Linked DNA regions of Ovis aries: regions 2 and 3 are each linked to region 1. A link is a contact called in public Hi-C data. All regions are on one chromosome and are shown on one strand. The core of a region is the stretch at or near the end of the contact, and the rest is flanking DNA. Distances in the headings are between cores, read along the strand shown.

Region 1 (2,928 bases), core at 281-2,780:
GGATCTGTTTTTTAATCCATGTGAGATATCTTCATGAACAAAAATTTGAAGACTACCATAAATTCTTTAAATATTTCTGCAAAGAATTAAAAATGACTACTACAAAGGCCAATACTGACGAAGCTGGCAAAGCACATAACATGTAGAGTAACTGTGTAGATTGTACCAACACGACAGCGTTCAAACAGCTGTTTCCCTTAGAGTTTTGGCATATACTCACGTCTAAAAGGTTAACGGAAAGCAATAGTTAAATGCAACCTCAAAGATTAAACTATCTCCGCCTCCCATTCTACCAAAAAGACTAAAACGTAGCTGGTGAAAGGGAGGATTAAAGTTCAAGAGTTTTACTTCTCCTAAAGCGAGAACTTTGAAACGGAACTACCGATTTTGTTTCATTTGCTCCCCAGTAAAATATTTCCATGTCTGGGTTAGTCCTTCCCTTGGCCCCAACGGAAGATTCAGTGGGAAATCAACGTGAACTAACCACCAAGAGTAAAACCTAAACATTCCCAGTACTTTCCCACTGGTGAAAGCTTCCTATCACCATTTACCTTATACTATGTCCCCTGCCCAAGAAAGATGTAGCACCTGCCAAACTGGGCACTTCAAGAATAATGGTCCAACTTTTCGCACGCAGTCTGGGAAGGGGATGCCGATGATTTCTTAGGGAGTGCAAGAAGGGAGCAGAAAAGGTCCTCTCAGGAAGGGATGAATGAGCTTTGGTGCCGTCTCCTCTGCCTGCTGGAGGATTCAAAAGGTGTTTGCTTCAGAGACCCTAGGAAGCAGCACACTCTGGTCGCCGCTGGCCTGGGGCCTGGGCGAAGCAGGCAGTGTTTACACCTGTCACGAGGGAGGGGGAGGGAGAAAGAGGAAGCCGGAGCAAAGCCCCAAACTTCTCAACAAGCTCCCGGGAGGGAGCGGCCGGTGCGAAGCCGAGGGCAGGTGGAAGTGGAGGGGCAGGGGGAGCCGGCGGCGGCCAGGGACGTGGGAAAAGCTCTCACTTCGCCGGCCGGTGCCCGGGAGGGCGAGGAGGGGCCGTGCGCCTCAGGCGCCGCCGCCGCCGGCGTCCCCGCACCCGCTGTAGAAGAGGACAGAGCCGGGAGCCCGCAGGCCCGCAGAGCCGGCAACGTCCCCGCAGCCCCCGGCTCCGCAGCGGGCAGGTGTCCCCGGCCCAGGCGAGGATCCGACCGGTGGGCCGGGCCAAATCCCCTAACCTCCTTCCCCCGCACGGCTGGGAAAGCTGGTGAAGCTTACCTGGTTCATCCGGGGCGGCCGCGATGGGCATGGCTCAGGGGCCCGGGGAGGAACTGGCTCCCCGGGGAAGGACCGGCTATTCGGACGCGGCGCTGGTGAGAGCGGAAGGCAGGCTGTTCACAGCCCTGTCAGCGAAGCAGCGCCATGGACGCCCACCCGGAGTTTCAGTGCTGCCGCGAGACCCCCATCCCATTACCCTCCGCCCTCTTCCGCCGCCGCCGCCGTCGCCGCCACCGCCTCCACCTCCTCCTCCGCGGAGACCCCCCGCCCACTCCACACACTCTCCCATCATGCAGCGGGGGAACCGCTGCCGCTGAAACGTCACTTCCGGGCGCAGGTGGCTAGGTCGGGGCCCGGCGCTGGTGGGTGCAGAAGGGGGGTGGGGGGTGGGAGGACACACAGGGGGAATCAGTGTCACAGAATGCTTACCCCGTGCGCAGGCGCCATCGTGCAGAGCGCCGGCAGCCATTTTGGGTGCGGGCAAGCTGCCCTTTTCCCTGACTTCCTAGCGAGTCATCGAGCTGTGGGGTGGGGGGAAAGACGTCCTCCCGCACTCCGCCGCTCCTGAGGCAGCGCTCCGGGCAAGGGGCAGGTGCTCCTCAGCCTGCTAAGATTAACGTTCAGCTCGGGACCGTCTTAACTCTCTTGCTCTCCAAGTAAAATTTGCAAAGGTTTGAGGTACGGAACTGTATCTTCACCAGAAACCTACTGGAGAGCACTTATTAGCTTGCCCTTTTCGCCACGAAAAACGACTTTTTCGTTCACAGTCTAAGTCCCTTCCTCTTTTTAATTTACGCTGACAGAAGAGGAAGTTGATATATAAGAAGAGTTAAATCAAATTTAAAATGGGAAGCAAGAGGGAAGGCACCCGCCGAACTGAAAACCGGCTTTGAGACCAACAACAACAAAAATTTTGGGGATCCTGCTAACAGATTGAACGGTGGTCGTTTATTCATATATGCTGCATAAGACTATTCGATTAAAGTAAAGAAATAAAATTAACTTCCGCGTTTCTATAACAGCCGTCATAACATTTTTCTATCGTCAGTCTTGATCGTTTGCGTTTTTATAACCTTTCCCCTTCCATTGTAATGAATATCTGTTAGAACACCAGCCACTGTAAAAGCCAGATTGCAAGATTGAGGGGATTATTGTTATCGTCTGGGATGATGAGCCTGGGATCCTATCCGGCAATCGTGAGCGGTACCGGCTGCTCCTTCTTACTTTCGCCAAACCTGCACAGGCAATTTGAATAATTTAAAATAGTTCCCAAACAGCAAAGCTCAGCAGCTACGCAAAGAAACAAGGATGGAAAACACCCCCCTCAGCCACAGAGAAGTGTCCACCCTTTTGAGTGGAGGAATTATACAAATCAGAGGGAAGATAAGGACAAAAGCAGTTCATCACGGTTTATCCCGCCTCTGCAATGTTCTAGACGACTTAACTTGGAGCGCTAAAATAGACCCGCATTTGTCCCTTTACAACTCAATTGCTGTAAGATACACGGAGACTGCATCACTTTAAATTGGAGTGTCAATTGTTTTGCGGTGGTGGTGCTGGATTTTTGTTATTGCTCAGTCACTAAAGCAAGAAAAATCTATATACAGCTTGTCAAATTTATCCCTATTGTATTTCGCCCCCTGCTGGTATGGGAGCTTGTAGTTCGTGCTCAAT
Region 2 (2,928 bases), core at 238-2,737, 220 kb before region 1:
TTTTTCTAGGGATGTGATACGTGATTTGTCTTTCCTTGGTTTTTTAATAGGAAGCAATTGTCATAAATTTCAATAACCTGCAGAAATGCACCTTGTGGTTAAGAAGGTGGATTTTTGCCAGTGTATTTCTTTTGCCGGCACCTCTGTTCAGGTTCATTAGTGATCCCAGTTACTTTCAAGTACAAGTGCGTGCAGGGTTAAGGTGTGTACAATGATTCCTAGACAGTAGGCAAGAAACTGAGAAAAAGCCGTAGCTCCGGGGAATGAGCAGCGAGATCTAGTAATGAGTACAAGGTGTCAGGGTCCAAGGTGAGGAGAGTGGGCAGAGAAGCGGGAGAAAAAGAGTAATGCATGCGGGAGCAAGGGCTGGAGGAAGCTGATATTTACACGCACAAAGCCCACACAGCTTCACTCACGTCAGGTTAAGTACCTTTTCCAGAAACCCAATAAAGAAATGTTATGTATTCAGGAGGTGTTTCAACCTGTCCACACCCTCCTCTGACTTCCCCAGAACACAGGTAAGCAAGGAGGGAAATGCCTCCGGTCTTGGCGTCCAGCTCCCTCGGCTCCCAGAGCACAGCCCCACAGGACGTCACACGGAGCTGTCTCCGAGAGTGGGCATAGCACCGACGGGAGGCAAAGTTTTGAGCCGATTTACTCCAAATCAGTCTGCCACTCGGTAGTGGGGTTTGGCCGCAGGGGCTCCTAGGCAGAGCCGGGCAGCAAAGGCAGCAGCTTGAAGGCTGAGTAAGGAGCCAGCTTTCTTCATCGCCTCCTCCAGTCGGTGCGGAGTCGGCAGTACAGCCAGTCCCTATCGCTGTCACGCCTTCTGCAGCGCGGCCCCTCCGCCGCCCCACCCCCCCCCCGCACGGCCCCAGCCCTCACTCTGTTATTTGCGTGACTGACCTGAACAGGGCGGGAGGGAGGACCCGGGTGCGGAGGGAGGGGAGGACCTTGGCCCGCCCACTCCTTCCCCTGTGGCTCGGGGCGGCACCTTCTCCTCCTCATTGGGCACACGCTTGCGTCCATCACCCCCATGCGGCCCTCGGATTGGCAGAAGGCGCACTTCTGGAGCGAGGAGAGCTGAGTGACTCCGCGGGTCTCCGGTGCCTCATCTTTCCCTCCACCGCTCCCTCCCTACTTCAACGTCCACCCACCACTCCCCACCCCCCACTCCACTTCCCCCCCTCCCGGTTAGCGGCAGTGTCCTTAGAAGACTCATTGGGCCAGGGGCGAAGCCTGCCGCCTATCGAGCAGCACCGTCATTGGCCGACGCCCACGCCCGTCGGAGCGGCGGGCTTCGGCATTGGGTGATTCCGTTCCGCTCCCCGCCCCTCCCAACGCCTCGCCCTCTCACTCGCCTCCTCCCCTCCCGGCTCTTTCACAGCCCCCCTTTCCCTTGCCGTCCGCACCGCATCTCCCCTGTCCAGCTGGGCGGGGACTGCTTTACGACTCTGTAAAGTCTGTGAGTCACTGCACAACCCATCAATCCAATTAAATGTCTTGAGCTAGCCGAGCAGGCGGTGCTGCTGCCGCGGCCGCTCGCCCCGCCGCGGCCGCCCCTGCTCGCAGCGCCCCTCTGATCCATGGCTGTCTGTCTGTACTTGTTACGGTGTAACCTCCTCCTCCGCCTCCTCCGCCTCCTTCTCGGGAGCCGCTGCAACTTCCCCTCAGCCAGCCTCCTCCTCCGTTTGGGGACTGCAAAGGCATGGGATAGACCTAGAGCCACTTCAGTCACCCCTCCAGCCCTCGCTCAGTCTCCCCCCTTTAAATTAAAGTCTGATCCTTGCTTCTCATCGTTTTAGAGGTTTATTTGTCAGTCTTTTTATTTCCCCGGATTTTATTTTCCCTTCCTGGGGCAGGGGGTCGCAGGGGCCGGTGGGCTTATTTTAGGGAAGGGGCTTTCCCCTCCATCCCCCCGTTGCTCCTCGTCCCTTTTCGGCAGTGACTTGATTTCCCTGCTCCGCTCCGCTCCCACCCCTCGAACTCACCGTCCTGCACTCTAGTGACGCACCGACACCCCCCGCCCACAGCCCAGACGTCCCCTCCCTCGCTGCCACCCCGACCCGTCTCGGAGCTGGACCGGGTGCCGACTTCGCTGAAGGGTGAGTGCTGTGTTGGGTTATCGGGGGTGGGTGTTGGGGCGGAGAGAGGGTCTGGGAAAATGTAACGGGTCCACTTTGGGGAAGGCAGGGGATCGCGCTGTGGACTGGAGGTTCCCAGTCCGGCGTGGATTTGAGGTGGTGACTGCCTTCCTCCCTCGCTCCCTCTTCCCCCGCCCCTCGACTCCTTATTCACCAGCCTTGCTGTATTTCTAGGTATTGCCAACGCTTATAAAATAAGCGGTAATGGCAAGCTTTCTTAGTGAGCGGTCATAATCAGCGAATTGAACTGATAGACTCTATGACCTGCAAAGTGTCAGACGGCTAATAATGGGTACGTTGTCTTCCAAATCAAAGTTAAACTTTTATTCAGTAAAGGCAAAGCGAAAGGTATGTCTGATTTGAATGAGATAGACCACGAGAAGACAGGTTGCCTAGTGGCATGGCTTGCTTTTTATTTTAAAATAGTTTCGTAGGTTCCCTTTTGGAAAAAAAAAGAAAAGATAATTCAATATTAATGTAAAGGTTACAAAGTCTTTGAACCTGTTGGAGGAAAGCGAGGTAAGATGGAAATCTAGTTTGACACTTCATCTTTAGCTCACTTCTGTTCTATCCAGAAATTATAACACAGAATTTTTTATTTCCTGGTCACTGCGCACAGTGGGGTGTGTTAAAAGACAAATAGGGATTTTTTTTCTTTTGATATCCCTTTTTTGTATACTTGATTGCTCTTGAGCAAAATTTTAATTTGGTTTCTTGGTTGCAGGCTGTTCAAAAGTACACATGCGTGGCCGTATATATGCTTTATGAGACTTGCCCTATGCAT
Region 3 (2,928 bases), core at 125-2,624, 130 kb before region 1:
TCACGGTCTTTCCATTAATCAGCACTGACCAGCAGAACAGGATCATCTAAAAATGCGGTGGCCACTGCATATGCACAAATCATGTCTTTTCTACCAACTGTTAATAATTATTCCTTAAACAGCCAACAGAAACCCCCAAGCTAGGACTCCTGCTTAAAGAAATGTGTGGATATTTAATTTAATTCTAATATTCTTTTTTTTTTTTAATTTATTTTCACTTGGAGGATAATTGCTTTACAATGTTGGTGTTGGTTTCTGCCGTACATCAGCATGAATCAGCCTGTGGCAGGTACACATATGTCCCCTCCCTCTTGAGCCTCCCCCCCCCCCCCCACCCCAGCCCACCCTTCTAGGTTGTCACAGAGCCCCCAGTTGAGCTCCCTGTGTCTTACAGCAAATTCCCATTGGTTACCTACTTTACATATGGTTAGTTCTAATATTCTTGAAGGAAAGAGCAGCTCACCAAAGTTGGCATATCTTTTAAACAAAATGATTGTCTCCAACGGCCAGTGCAATTGGCGTTAAAGGCAAACTTCTGCCCCTCTATACAGATGCGGGGCAGTCCTGTGAGCAGCACTGTCCCCCAGAGCGCCCATCACTCATTGTGTGGAGCAGTGTCTTTCTCTATGAGCACTGTGTGGCAGTTCATTCTTTGTATGAATCTGTGAATGGCATATGTCAGGCCAAAAAGACGACATTCCTATTCTGGGTAATAAATGGACGCCTTGTTGGGTTTTTTTTTTTCCTTGAAGATCATGAGACAAACAAAACATACTTGGCTGTCTAAAAATATTCTTTGAAATAGAAATTCAAAAATAAAAACATCAGAATATCTTTGCAAATATATGATTGCTCATAGGACAAACCAGATGCATGTCATTTCAACAAGCACCCCAGACAATGAAAACTCCCTTTTGGAAGAGAATTCATTTCTCTTTGTGGTCTGAGGGCCCCAGGAGCTAGAAAGCCTCCTTCGTCTCCTCTCAAGGTCTCCCATCCCTCCCCTGAACTTAAACGGGGATCCCTGCCTGGAGTCCCAGCAGCCAGTCCCACAATTTGGTGTATCTGTCTTAGCAACCCAGGAGCACAGAAGCCGTGTTCTGCACCCACTGCAGCTTTCAGTTCGGAATGGAGTCGGCATCGGCATCTGCTGTCTCGTTTGGCCTCCTCTCACACTTGTACGCCCGTGTGTCCAGAGCTGGGCCTGCCCCTGAGCAGGGACAGCAGAGCCAGGGCCGAGTGTGCCCGCTCGGCGCTGCCCCGAGAGGAGTGAGCCATGCGGATGCGTGGGGCGGGGGCCGGAGGGAGGGGAGCGGGGGACAGCGCCGGGCCGACTGCGCAACTGCTATAGCAGGTCCGACTAGTTTTAGGTGCCCAAAGGCAGCTTTGTTTCTCTGGTAACTCCGGGTAGCAAGCAGCAGACCTCAGTTGTGAACACTCATTTATGTCTGGCCTTACTCTTTCTCTGTCCCCTTGCAGAAACCTGTAGCTTCTCAGAGTTGCTCTTTAATCCTAAGCTTTTTTTTTTTCTTTCTTTTAAAAACCTTCATAAGTGGTTAACTGAAAAGACGAGGCTAAACCAGGCGTTTGTGTGCTTCTGAGGAGTTTCATGAAGTAGAACAGTGACCGGGAAGGGCTTCTGACTCTCTAGGACTCACTCACTCACTCACTCAAGTTGCCTCTGTGAACCTGTTCTGCAAAAGTCAGAAGTCTTCCCTGATGGTGCCTGTGGTCAGAAAATTAAATAATGAAGCGTTACTTGCTGCTGATCAACCTTTAGCCCCTTGCTCTGCTCTTCTGGCTGACTGCTTATCATTCCACGCCAGCCACAGCTCGCCGGCTTCAGGCAGGCCGGCTGGAGTACCCCACCCTGGTGTTTAGAAGTGTTGAGTTAAACTCAGGGAATCTGAAAGTCCCAAGGTCATCTCTACACCAGAACAGGTTTGCATAAAATTCTAGCCACGCCAGTGAGATAACAAGGTGGCAACTGTTTTAATCTCAACCTGTCTTAGTAGTTATTCCATTTTTAAATAATACTTGATACAGATTTGCTTTTCAGATTTCTTCCCTTTTCTTGAGGAGGGAACCTCCATATGTGTGTACTTCTGTGTCTTACTTGCTGTCACAGAAAACAGGTCTGGCAGAGGAATTTGAGCACCGTGGTCTGTAGCTGATGAAGAAATTTTTGCACTGCCTCTGTGCTTGTCACGAACCTGGTGATGGTCTTTTCTGAATAGTTTTTTTTTTTTTTTAACAGACTACTTTAAAAAATATTTTTATTATGGCCAGAAATAGAAAATAAAATAGATTTTACCTGATGACGGTTGTTAGCTGTCTAGCAGTAGTTGGTTAGCAAATTCAAAACGTGGATTCCTCAAGTGGCACCTGCATTCTTGCTTCGGAAGCCTCTAAAGATAGGCAGGGTGAACAGAATGTTCAGGGGTGGCAGTGGGGTGGGGTGGAGGCAAGATCTCCTTAAAGGTCCTTGAAGCTCCTACAGGTTGAAGTTCTGAGAGGTAGTTTCCTTAGAAAATAAACATGTATTGCTTTCAGTGTGGTACTCTGATTACTTTTATTATGTTTGACTGAGTGACTTTGTGTAAAGTTCTGTGGGTCATTAGTTATCAATGCTCAGAAATCCTTCGGAAGAAATACTTTTTATCTCAGAATAGCCCCAAAGTAATTATTTTTTTTTAAAGAAGGGCTGTCATATTTACAAAGTATCATTCACTGCCTTCAAGCTTAGTTTGTATCCTCCTTTCCTTTTTCTACTCTGTGAATTATTCAAGTGTATGAAGTAAAGTTTAAGTTGTCTTTGTAAAACCTTATTAGGAGTCTGCCTAATTTTTAGAATTAACTAAACATTCTGAATATGAATGAAATAGATATTTACATAGTAGAATAGTTGTTTCTTCCCTTTAGTGTGTG

The links. Hi-C and Micro-C count contacts between places; a contact is called where the count stands out from the background.
Region 2: a contact with region 1 is called in a Hi-C map of hypothalamus, with 5 times the contacts expected there. The contact joins the promoter of SERTAD2 here to the promoter of AFTPH in region 1. A contact is called at or near these places in 2 of 16 Hi-C or Micro-C datasets (hypothalamus and skin fibroblasts).
Region 3: a contact with region 1 is called in a Hi-C map of liver, with 5 times the contacts expected there. The contact joins the enhancer-like site here to the promoter of AFTPH in region 1. A contact is called at or near these places in 8 of 16 Hi-C or Micro-C datasets (blood, hypothalamus, liver and 2 more).

Annotation. Positions count from the first base shown.
Region 1 is chr3:43,791,124-43,794,051 of ARS-UI_Ramb_v3.0, forward strand. AFTPH (aftiphilin) reads right to left here and starts at 1,531. Exons shown (of 10, transcript XM_060413863.1): 1 at 1,255-1,531; 2 at 589-741.
Region 2 is chr3:43,567,494-43,570,421 of ARS-UI_Ramb_v3.0, forward strand. SERTAD2 (SERTA domain containing 2) reads left to right here and starts at 1,488. Exons shown (of 2, transcript XM_027966694.2): 1 at 1,488-2,105. LOC105608150 (a long non-coding RNA gene) reads right to left here and starts at 1,147. Exons shown (of 2, transcript XR_006059156.2): 1 at 907-1,147.
Region 3 is chr3:43,661,572-43,664,499 of ARS-UI_Ramb_v3.0, forward strand. All of the region lies in intron 1 of SERTAD2 (SERTA domain containing 2), which reads left to right. Among named protein-coding and RNA genes, the nearest start is that of SERTAD2, 94 kb to the left of the region's middle. Within about 2 kb of position 1,375, at least 27 of the 54 cell types and tissues checked have an H3K27ac peak or open chromatin away from gene starts, as enhancers often do. A contact at or near this core is called in hypothalamus and liver, where this site is marked.